Regions from separate parts of the Mus musculus genome. Here region 2 is linked to region 1. A link is a contact called in public promoter capture Hi-C data. All regions are on one chromosome and are shown on one strand. The core of a region is the stretch at or near the end of the contact, and the rest is flanking DNA. Distances in the headings are between cores, read along the strand shown.

Region 1 (5,567 bases), core at 2,103-4,602:
GTCAGCTAGCTTAGCCAATTGGTGAGCTCTCGGTTCAGAGACTCTGTCTTTAAAAAGAAGGCAGTTAGCCTGGCATAGTGGTGCAGGCCTTTAATCCTAGCACTTGGGACTCAGAGGTAGATGGATCTCCCTGAGTTTGAAGCCAGCTTGGTTAACATAGCAAGTTCCAGACCAGTCAGGGCTACATAACAAGGTCCTGTTTCAAAACAAGGAAGATTAAAAAAAAAAAAAAAGTCTAGAGAAGCAATTAAAGAAAAAAGTCATTGTGAATCTCTGCCCTTCTCCCCATGTTCACACATGAATGTGCACACCCAGGAATATAAACACGATACACCATGTACACACACAAATATGCACACACACACACCATGCAAACACACAAATATGCACACACATACACCATGCACACACCTTCTGCAATGGTTTCTTTTAACTGTCAGTGTAACACAGTCTGGAATGACCTGGAAATAGCTTCAATAAGGGATTTTTCTAGATCAAGGTTGGCTCGGGGCACATCTGGTGGATTGTCTCGGTTATGTTAATTGATGGAAGTCCCAAGCCCACCCTGGGCAGTACCATTCCCTAAGCAGGGGTCCTGGGCTATGTAAGTGGAAAGGGTGGGTGGGCTAAGGACACATTAAGACAGATATTCGTTTCAGTCCGCTGCTGACTCTGGATGTGATGGCCCAGATTCCTGTTGTTTTGGTTGGTTTGGTTTGTTGTTTTGATGGTCTGTGACCTGGGATTGTGAGCAAGAACAAACCCTTCTTCCTAAGTTGACTTTCGTCAGGGTACTTTATCACAATAACAGAAATGAAACTAGGACACATGCACAAGACATAATTTTGTTTTTTAAAAAAGGGAAGAGTAGGAACCACTGCTAAATAACATGATCACTACTGAGAGCGGAGTTCACCGTCTTTGCACTGAAGGGTATGTGAGCTAGAGGCTACCCCACTGGTACGATTGAAAATGGAGGTTTGTTGTGCTTCATCATCTCAGCTAACGCTGTTTGCTATGCTGAGCCTCCTGGATGCTATTTATTACCCGATCCCCTAAACCAGGAGCATCCAACAGGACAGCCTGCCGTGATGGCAGTGCCTTGTGTCCACACTGACCAGCACAGAACTGCTAGCCCCAGGCGGCTAGTGCTGCTAGAGTGGATAGTTTGTTTCATTTGAGTTAGTTTAAATTTCTTCTTTTTTTTTTTTTTGGTTTTTTCGAGACAGGGTTTCTCTGTGTAGACCCAGCTGTCCTGGAACTCACTTTGTAGACCAGGCTGGCCTCGAACTGCCTGGCTCTGCCTCCCAAGTGTCATTTTGTTTTTAAAGTGTATATTGTGTATGGTACTGGGGATTGGGGCCGTGTGTGTGTGTGTGTGTGTGTGTGTGTGTGTGTGTGTGCATGCGCGCACACACACTGGGTAAGTTCTCCCCCACTTCAGCCCTATCTCCAGCCCTTAAGTTAACTTCAAATAGTCACTTTAGGGCAGCAGACACCAGACTGGACTGCTCAGCTCTAAAAAAAAAAAAAAAAAAAAAAATCCCTTTAACTATTTTTCTTTTCTCCCAGGGATGAGTTTGTTTGCAGACATGATTTCTTTAGTTGTTCTGGAACTCACTCTGTAGACCAGGCTGGCCTCGAACTCACAGATCCACCTACCTCTGTCTCCTGAGTTCTGGGATTAAAGGTGTGGGCCACCAGCACCCGACTTCCCCTTTAAGTCATTTTAAAGGGGAGAAAAAATGAGCCAGGGAGTCAAGTAACTCTCTGAGGTGTGCCACTGTGTGGCAGTGCCAGGCTTAGCTCCCGTTTCCTGCCTCCGCCCCCTGTGCCATTGCCGTATGCATCCCTGCAGTGTTTTAATTATATGTTTTTATTTTGTATGTGTATGGGGGGGTTACATATGTGTTGTGGCACATGTCTAGAGCTCAAAGAACAACTTAGGAGAGTCAGTTCTCTCCAGCTACCCTGTGGGTATGGAGGCTTGAACTCAGGTCGTCAGCCTTGGCAGCAAGCCTCTTTGATGCTGAGCCGTGGTGTGTGCTTTTTTTTTTTTTTTTTTTTTTCCTAAAAAATGGTTTTGTGGGCTGGTGAGATGGCTCAGTGGGTAAGAGCACCCGACTGCTCTTCCAAAGGTCCAGAGTTCAAATCCCAGCAACCACATGGTGGCTCACAACCATCTGTAACAAGATCTGATGCCATCTTCTGGAGTGTCTGAAGACAGCTACAGTGTACTTATATATAATAAATAAATCTTAAAAAAAAAAAATGGTTTTGTGTTGTAGATTGTTCTGAGTCATGAAATCATGTATAGATTTGCAACCCTGTATTTTTGCAATGTTTGCATATTTGCAAAGTGTAAATATGTGTAGGACATATCTAAAGACATCTGTCAGATTTCCCACGGGGCCCAAGGAAGACTGAGCAAATGGGGATGGGGCCTGTGTTCCTGGGCCAGACTGGATACTGTGAAACACCATCAACTCTCCATGTGACTGGTCTCTGGGTTCAGCATAATTCTATTATAAATCCGAGATGGGGCTGGAGAGATAGCTCAGCATTGGCTGCTCTTCCAGAGGACCAGGGTTGCATCCCCAGCCCCCACATGGCAGCTCACAACGTACATGCAGGTAAAACACCCGTACACATAAAACAAATTTTCAAAAAAACCCAAAATGGAATGGTGATGAACTTTGATGGTGAGAGAATGGCTTGGGGTGAGTAAAGTGGCTGAGCACGCAGAGGGGCTTGCCACCAAACCCGATGACCTGAGTTCGATCCCCGATTGCATCCATAAGATAAAAGGAGAGAACCAGCAGGTTGTCCTCTGACCTCCATATGTGCACATGTGCCCCCTATAAGTATAACGTAAATTTTGGCTGGAATAACAGTTTTGTAAAAGAATAGCAGGGTGGGGGCTAAGTGAACTTCTGCCGGTGTCCAAGGGCTGAGGAAAGTGGAGGCAATCAAATGGGGACTGATTTGGAAATAGACAGCAGACCAACAACACAGAATAATCTAGAAAAGGCTTGTGGCTCAGATGGAAAGAGGCTAAGTCATTAATAAATATGAAAAAAAATGGGTCACCCATCCAGAAGTAGTACAGGTGACCCTTAACTTCACGCTCAAAGACCTAAGCACAGAAGACAAAGGTCTGCAGGGGTGGGATAGCCAGCGACAGAGCCTCTCGAGTGGCTGTGTCTTGCCTAGCATGGACCCGGAACGAGAATTCAGTCCCAGTCAGCCTGGCTGCTGGGCTTGTTCCGGGTCATAGAGAAGAGGCTATTTTTGTTGTGGGAGTTCAATGGTTGGCCTCCCTCCAAGAGCATGTGCCTCTTGGTGTGACTGATCTGCCACTGCAGCTGCTTCCAGAAAACACTTGAGAGCGGAGTGGTCCCAGGAGCTTAAACCCACCCCCAGTGTATGGGGATCTCTGCTCTTTTCTTGCATTTTCCATCTGGGCCACTGGGAAGGTGACAGGAGAGGGCTCTGCTCTGGCTGCATAGATCTCAGGCTCCTGGCCTCTATCATCCTGGTGGGCTGGGGGTGCTTCAGAGCTCAGAGTCCTCTGAGATCTCAGACTTCCTCTCTTCCCCTTCTTTCTCTCATTCTCCCTGGCTCTCTTTTTCCCTCCCTCCCACCCTCTCTCTGTCCCCCTGTCCAGCTCTGGGAACAGAGTCCTTCTTGGCACGGGGCTTGACACAAATCTGGCACACACCTAGATGTGGCCATTTTCCTCGGGTACATCTAATGTCCATGTCAGCCTCTGGCAGGAAAGCCATCAAAGCAGGTGACCCAGCCTCTCAGACTTTGGTGTGTACAGAGGGCAGCTCCAAGCAGGGCCTACACATTAAATAAATGATATATTTTTTTTGATATTTTTTAAAGTGTTTGGGAATCTTTTTTAAATGCCTTCAGATATTACCAACAGGCTCTCTCTCTCTCTCTCTCTCTCTCTCTCTCTCTCTCTCTCTCTCTCTCTTTCTCTGTGTGTGTGTGTGTGTGTGTGTGTGTGTGTGTGTGTGTGTCTATGTCTGATAACAGATACCACTGTGTATGATGCCCAGGCTGCAAGCACAGCCTATCCCCCTGCCCCAAAGCATAGTGCCCAACACACTGTGAGCTGGCCATCCCTCACAAGGCTATCTACACAAAGTCCTCCTGAGAGCCTTTGCCCTCGGAAACCTCCTGGGCAAGATCAGGGCAGACTCGACGGGCCATCCCAGGACGCCATATACCCAGAGCCGCTCCTCGTCAGCACTGTCGTCTTCCTTTCAGCTGCAGAGCTACTTTGCAGCATGTGAGGACGAGACCCCTGCCATCCGGAACCACGACAAGGTCCTGCAGCGCCTGTGTGAGCACCTGGACCACGCCCTGCTGTACGGGTGAGTTCAGTCCCCTCCTCGTGCTGTGGGGGCCGGGCACAGGGAGGCTTGTCTCACTCAGGCAGGCCACAGTGAGGCACCTGGTTGCCTGAGACAGCCCGCCTCAGCCCAGCACTGCTGTCCCATCCTCACAGGTTGCAAGACTTGTCCTCTGGCTACTGGGTGCTCGTGGTCCATTTTACCCGCAGAGAGGCCATCAGGCAAATTGAGGTGCTACAGCATGTAGCCACCAACCTGGGGCGAAGTGAGTAGAACCGCTCCCCTGTGGGGAGCTCTGGTCCTGCCAGGGTCGGCCTGAGGCAGCTGTCTGTCTGTCTTGTAGTGTCCAGTGGCAGTGGGGGCTGACATTCCCACGCCTTCCGCAGAGCCTCATTTTTTTCTCCCCTGCATGTGACAGTTTGTGGGCGGGTCACTGAGGAAGTGAAGGGGAACTTGGTACACAAGGAAACCTTTGGAGTCCCAGGTCAGAAACCATGTTAGCCTGCAGGATCAGGGCAGCATCCTTGACTTTCTCAGAACTGCCCAGCAGCTGAGTCACTCCTGGCTTCTCTGCAGGCCGAGCCTGGCTCTACCTGGCCCTCAATGAGAATTCCTTGGAGAGCTACCTGCGTCTGTTCCAGGAGAACCTGGGCCTGCTACAGAAGTACTATGTCAGGTAAGTGTCTGAACCGCCCGGTCCCCAGCTCCCTAAGCCTCGGCCCAAAGCCTCCTGTCACACGGAGACAGAGGCCTAGCTCAGTGTCACCTACTGAGGGCTGTGACTGTAGAGCATGTGACATCTTGCTGGCAGTCTGAGGCCTCCTCCAGCATCCCAGCCGGGCTCTGAAGAGTCTGCCTTGGCCTCAGACTCACCACACACCCAATGCTTGCCTACCCCTTTGCTGGGGACACTTCAGGGACAGGGTGTTTATAGCAGCCACCGAGAGTCTGGTAAGCCTTTTGCTCCAGGCCCATCTCTGGAGACCTCACAGCCAGTGAGAGAACAGGAGAGAGGGAGAGGAGTGGGGCATGCCTGAATGAGCTGGGTGCCATCCAGGGGTGGACTGTCATGTGTCCAACTTCAACACCGTGGGCTTTCTGGTGTGGGTGAGCCATGCTGGTGACCAGCCTCAGAAGTCTCCGGGTTGTTTTTTTCTGTCTGGCAGGAACGCCCTGGTCTGCAGCCACGATCACCTGACT
Region 2 (5,567 bases), core at 996-3,495, 450 kb before region 1:
TGTCCTATGAGAAGAACAATCCCTACCAAAGGGGGCAACTGTGCAGATGAGAGAAGCAGACCTCTCTCAGACAGCTGGAACTCAGGTAGAGTAGACATCTGACCACCTCTGGAGAAATCTGGGGCGTGGAGGGGAGCTAGAGAGTCAAACTGGTGAAACAAGTTCTGGCCTAAGACATCAGTATGGCTCAACTATGCAACTGTCATCAAGGGTCACCCTGAGTCTTTGAATTAGTGTCCGCATATCCTCAGTTTTATCCTCTGTGAACTGCTAGGCTAACCTCCTGTCTGGATATCACAAGGCTCCTTTTCTCTGGGGCCTGGCTATCTTCCCTGGAGGGAAAGGGATCTTCGGTCGAGACAGAGGCCTGTCCACCACATCAGAATATCCCATGGTTCCATGGAACAGCCAGTTTCCACATCTGCAGGTTACCGTTGGAGAACTCAACCAACCTCGACAGAAATATCTAGAAAAACATTATGTCTGTAACAAACATGCAGGCCATTGTCTTAACCTGACTCCCCAAACAGTGTGATACTAAGTTCTATTTGCACTGCAGGTAGGACTAACAGGCGGAAGTCATCCAGAGGTGAGGTAAAGCAGACGGAAAGATGCCTGAAGGCTACTGCGAATTACTGCTTCTGTTAAGGCTTCATTCTCATTGCTGAGTAACCACAGTGGGTCCCAGACACCCAGTCCATCCATGGTCCCAGTCACCCACCCCACCCATGGTCCCATTCACCCACCCCACCCATGTCACCCACCTGTATCCATGGTCCCAAGTCACTCACCTGCACCCATAATCCCAGACACCCACACCACCCATGCCAGTCACCCACCCCACCCATAGTCCCAGTCACTCACCTGTATCCATGGTCGCAAGTCACTCACCTGAATCCACGGTCCCAGTCACTCACCTGCATCCATGGTCCCAGTCACTCACCCACATCCATGGTCCCAGTCACTCACCTGCATCCATGGTCCCAGTTACCCACCTGTATCCATGGTCCCAAGTCACTCACCTGCATCCATGGTCCCAGATACCCACCCCACACATGGTCTCAGACACTCACTCCACCCATAGTCCCAGTCACTCACCTGCATCCATGGTCCCAGTCACTCACCCACATCCATGGTCCCAGTCACCCACCCACATCCATGGTCCCAGTCACCCACCCACATCCATGGTCCCAGTTACCCACCCCACACATGGTCCCAGACACTCACCCCACCCATGGAAACTGAGGGGGGGGCTGTTCCCTAGTTTCATGCCTCTTGAATGCTGCACAACCCAGCAAGCACTGACCTCACACCTGGAGGATTGGACACCTTAGCCTGTCTTAGCCAGTGTGACCATCTTAAGCTTCAGTAGAACTATCAGGAGGGAAGCTACGTCCATAGACCAAGGCTGACTCCTTCTGAGGCCTCTCTCCTCGGCCAGTGTTTGGGCACAGCATCCCTGTGTTCTTCATGACTAAGCTTCTATATTCACACATAAAATCACAATGTCTGTTTATAGACACACCAGTCACATTGTACTAGCAACCCCCCCCCAACTTTCACTTACTCTCCAAATCCCATCACAGCCTTAGGTACCGGGGTGGAGGATGCCAACATCTAGATTATCAGGGGATATGGTTCATTCCGTAATACAACTCAGGTTGGATTTCAGTCGCTTGATAGCGAAGTCCCAGTTCAGTCACCCATTGTCTGAGTTTGAACCCACAAAAAGTGATTCCCACCCCTTCCTTCAATCCCTACCAAGCAGTTATCTCCACACACGCATGCACACACATGCACACACATGCACACCCTCAGTCTTTGATGCATGGCAACAGCTGCATCTGCATTGTGGAGTGACATGGGAGCAGGGGACGAGAAAACTCTGAAGGTTGTCTCTTTCACAGAAACATTGACAAAACTTGCTGTTCCAGATGCCCATCCCTATTACCTTGTGACTCCAAAGTCAACAGCCAGATGTTTAGCAGTGGTCAGCCACTCTGTGTCTCCTTGCCGTCCCCTCCGAGGTACCTCTATTTCAGGATAGAATCCAGAAGCAAGGTCTAGGATCTCCATAAGGATCTAGAATGCGTAGCTGCAGGCCGCTGTTCCCCATACAATCGGAACTGGGTGGGTGACTCAAGGACACAGCCAAGAGTTTGGCTTGGCAGCTGCCCTGAGATAACTTTCCTGAGATATGACGGCTTTCAATCCCAGCGTGGGCCACTAGATGGCGGGACATGTCTCTTATCAGTCCTGAAGTGTTGGGTTTAACTCAGGAAGTGTTCATTCCACCTTTTCCCCAAGCCCGGACACCAGAGACCCCATCCCCACCCCCCACAGCCTCCAGAACTCCAGCCTGGCCAAGTTCACCAAGGCTGGGCCCCTTGAACATCTTGCCTCTTTCAGCAGCCCCCAAGGGTGGCTTTTGGTGAAGAAGCGTCTTTCGTTTCCTGGACAGAAAGCCAGACACTCATCTTTAGTAAGGCAGTCCCCAAATGTAGAAGTTCACAGAAGTCCAAGCCCCATTCTGTTCTAGTAGAATCATGATGGGGTGGGAGGAGTCATCCAGGGAGGCTGGCCACCAAAGCCGGGACTTGAGCTCAATCTCCAGAACACATCTGGTGGGAACACTTGGCACCCTTCTCCCATTAAATAAACAAACATGCCTGAGTCAGCCAGAGAAACCAAAGGAGAGCGGGTAGAGATGCAGCTGCCAGCTTCCGGGGATTTCCACAGAATTGGGCAGCACTTCCCACAGCCTGTAGCCTGAAGCCACAGGGTCACTTACTCAGCGTATCTGGCCACTGCTTCCCCTTCTCAGGAGCTAGGTCCTGGGAAACCAGGACACCAGCCACAGCTGCTTTTAGTTCGGGCCACCTCCAAACTGTTTCTGAGTGCCAGGACCTCTGGCTTTGCAGCCTTCTGTGGTGAATCCCACAGACCTCCGTCGTGGTTCTCCAGGGTCAGCTGGATTTGTCGTCCAGCACTCTGACCTTGGCCTTCAAGCCACAGGAGTTCTGAGATTGGCTATCCACACTTCTGAGCATGGGTGATCTCTCCACCTCACCCTGACTGAGGGCATCTGTAGTCATGTTGGGAGCTTTTCTCTGGAGTCCACAATAAAAGCTTGTGTTTAGAAAGCAGCCTGGGACTGGAGAGGTGGCTCAGTGGTTAAGAGCACTGACTGCTCTTCCAGAGGTCCTGAGGTCAATTCCCAGCAACCACAGCTCACAACCATCTGTAATGGAATCCGATGCCCTCTTCTGGTGTGATCTGAAGACAGCTACAGTGTGCTCATATACATAAAATAAATCTTAAAACGAAAGGAAGAAAGGAAGAAAGGAAGAAAGGAAGAAAGGAAGAAAGGAAGAAAGGAAGAGAGAAAGAGAGAAAGGGAGAAAGGGAGGAAGGGAGGAAGGGAGGAAGGGAGGAAGGGAGGAAGGGAGGAAGGAAGGAAGGAAGCAGCCTGCCATGATCCAGCATTGTTGTCTGCACTTCACAGACATCAACTCAACCATGACCGCCACCAACTCTGTCTTACGAATAAGAATACCAAGGCCCCAAAGGACTAAACAACTCTCCCAAGGGTCTGAGCTTAGTCACAGAGCTAGGGCTTAGTTCCTTGGTGGCTGGGCTTTGGAGTCATGTACTTGTGTAGCAAGCAAGCCATTGCCTCCTGAACCTACAATTCTAAATGCCCATACTAAAAGTCCAGGATTGTAGTGTCTTACTTAGGCTTTTACTGCTGTGCACAGACACCATGACCAAGGCAACTTCTATAAGGACAACATTGAACTGGGGCTGGCTTACAGGTTCAGAGGTTCAGTCTGTTATCATCAAGGTGGGAGCATGGCAGCATCCAGGCAGGCATGGTACAGGAGGAGCTGAGAGTTCTACATCTTCATCTGAAGGCTGCTAGCAGAATACTGGCTTCCAGGCAGCTAGGATGAGGGTCTTAAAGTGCACATCCACCGTGACACACCTACTCCAACAAGGCCACACCTCCAAATAGTGCCACTCCCTGGGTCAAGCACATACAAACCATCACACATGGTAAAGGCATCAGACATGAAAGAGAGCATTAATCTTTAGCAGGAAAATATCAATTCGTAGGAGTAAATTTGTATTTGAAAGACAAAGGCAGGAGGATTATAAACTTAAAGGCAGGTGGGTGACTCTGTGTGTGTGTGTGTGTGTGTGTGTGTGTGTGTGTGTGTGTGGTGTGTGTGTGTGTGTGCTGTTGCTCACTTGGTAGAGGGCTTGTTTAGCATGGAGCCCTGGCTTCCATTGTCAGCACAGCAAGGTATTGCTGCACCTATAATCCCAGCCCTTAGGAGCTAGGAAGCAGGAGGATGCAGAGTTCAAAATCATCCTCAGCTCCATAGGGAGTTCAAGGCCAACCTGGACTACATGAGACTCTGACTCTGAATAAATAAACAGCAACACAGAAACGAAGAACAAAGATGGAGTCCAGCGATCCAGAGCTTGTCTGATATAGTTGAGACCGTAGGTTTAACCCCTAAAAGAAGAGCTTTTAGGGGTTAAATAAACCTTAAATTTAAGTTACAAAAAGAAAAACTAAAACCTTTCTCCTTTCTGACCAAATAGAGAGTGACGAAATCCCACCTAGGACTAGATGGCCCTTGGACCCTACACCACTCCTGAGGTAGCCTCCATCCAGGCTGGGCTGTCCCTGTAGTAAGCTGTGCAGGATCTCGGTGCTCTTAGGATGCTGGTGGCCAGTGTCCCCTCAGGCAAAGCTGGCAGTGGCAGAGGACTGGTGGGCTCTGAAGGAGAGTTGCCTTTCTGGCCAGGCGTTAGGAATAACAGAAGTCAGGGAGACCCTGCCTGCCAAGCCTGAGGCTGTTAGCAGGTTGGAGTGACAGCCAAGTCTCTAGCCGAACCCAGGGACAGACCTTGCGGTTCTGAATGATGACACGATTTTCTGAAAAATGACTTCAGCCTGCTTGCTAGGGCAGCTGCTGACTTAGAACCAGACAGCAGCCAGCGACCGCCCGGAAGTAACTCGATTTGCCAGCTCAGTGACTCAGGCTCTGGTTTCAGCCTTCTCTCCTGGCCTCTGCCACCCTCCAGGGAGAAGGTTTGCACGGGCTGGCTCGCTTCCCGGGATGGAGTTCTGGGGGCACGCCCAGCCTGAACGCAAGCCACTGAGGCAGCACCAGCCAATCAGCCACCTTCAGAGGTAGGCTTGAGGAAAAATCTGGACCCAACAATCTTTGGGTCTCTTCCGGGTGAGAACACGGCAGAAAGTGTGGCTGAGAATCAAAGCTATGCCTTTGGTTGATTGGGGAGTCGAGCCTTAAAAGGCTGAGAGCTCTGGGTTCGAGTTCCATTCATTCAAGGTCATACAGAGCTATGCAAGAAGCTTAAGACCAACCGGGCATGCATGAAACTGTCTCAAAAATCAAAATAAAGTACTAGAGGTGGCTCCATGGTTAAACTCCTTGCAGAGCCCCAGAATCCATATTACAATCATATACTGCATGCTCTTTTGCATACCTGTAACCTCAGCGCTGGGGGCGGGGCTTGTTGCTCACCCAGGC

Evidence for each region. Capture Hi-C pulls out chosen DNA fragments and counts their contacts.
Region 2: a promoter capture Hi-C map of adipose tissue shows a contact between it and region 1. The contact joins two enhancer-like sites. A contact is called at or near these places in 2 of 9 other capture datasets (adipose tissue and liver).

The regions. Positions count from the first base shown.
Region 1 is chr4:141,641,471-141,647,037 of GRCm38.p6, reverse strand. It overlaps Plekhm2 (pleckstrin homology domain containing, family M (with RUN domain) member 2), which reads left to right. Exons shown (of 20, transcript NM_001033150.2): 2 at 4,282-4,388; 3 at 4,523-4,632; 4 at 4,944-5,043; 5 at 5,534-5,567. Among named protein-coding and RNA genes, the nearest start is that of Plekhm2, 20 kb to the left of the region's middle. Within about 2 kb of position 3,352, at least 91 of the 459 cell types and tissues checked have an H3K27ac peak or open chromatin away from gene starts, as enhancers often do. A contact at or near this core is called in adipose tissue, where this site is marked.
Region 2 is chr4:142,095,184-142,100,750 of GRCm38.p6, reverse strand. No RefSeq gene overlaps it. Among named protein-coding and RNA genes, the nearest start is that of Tmem51, 14 kb to the right of the region's middle. Within about 2 kb of position 2,245, at least 145 of the 459 cell types and tissues checked have an H3K27ac peak or open chromatin away from gene starts, as enhancers often do. A contact at or near this core is called in adipose tissue, where this site is marked.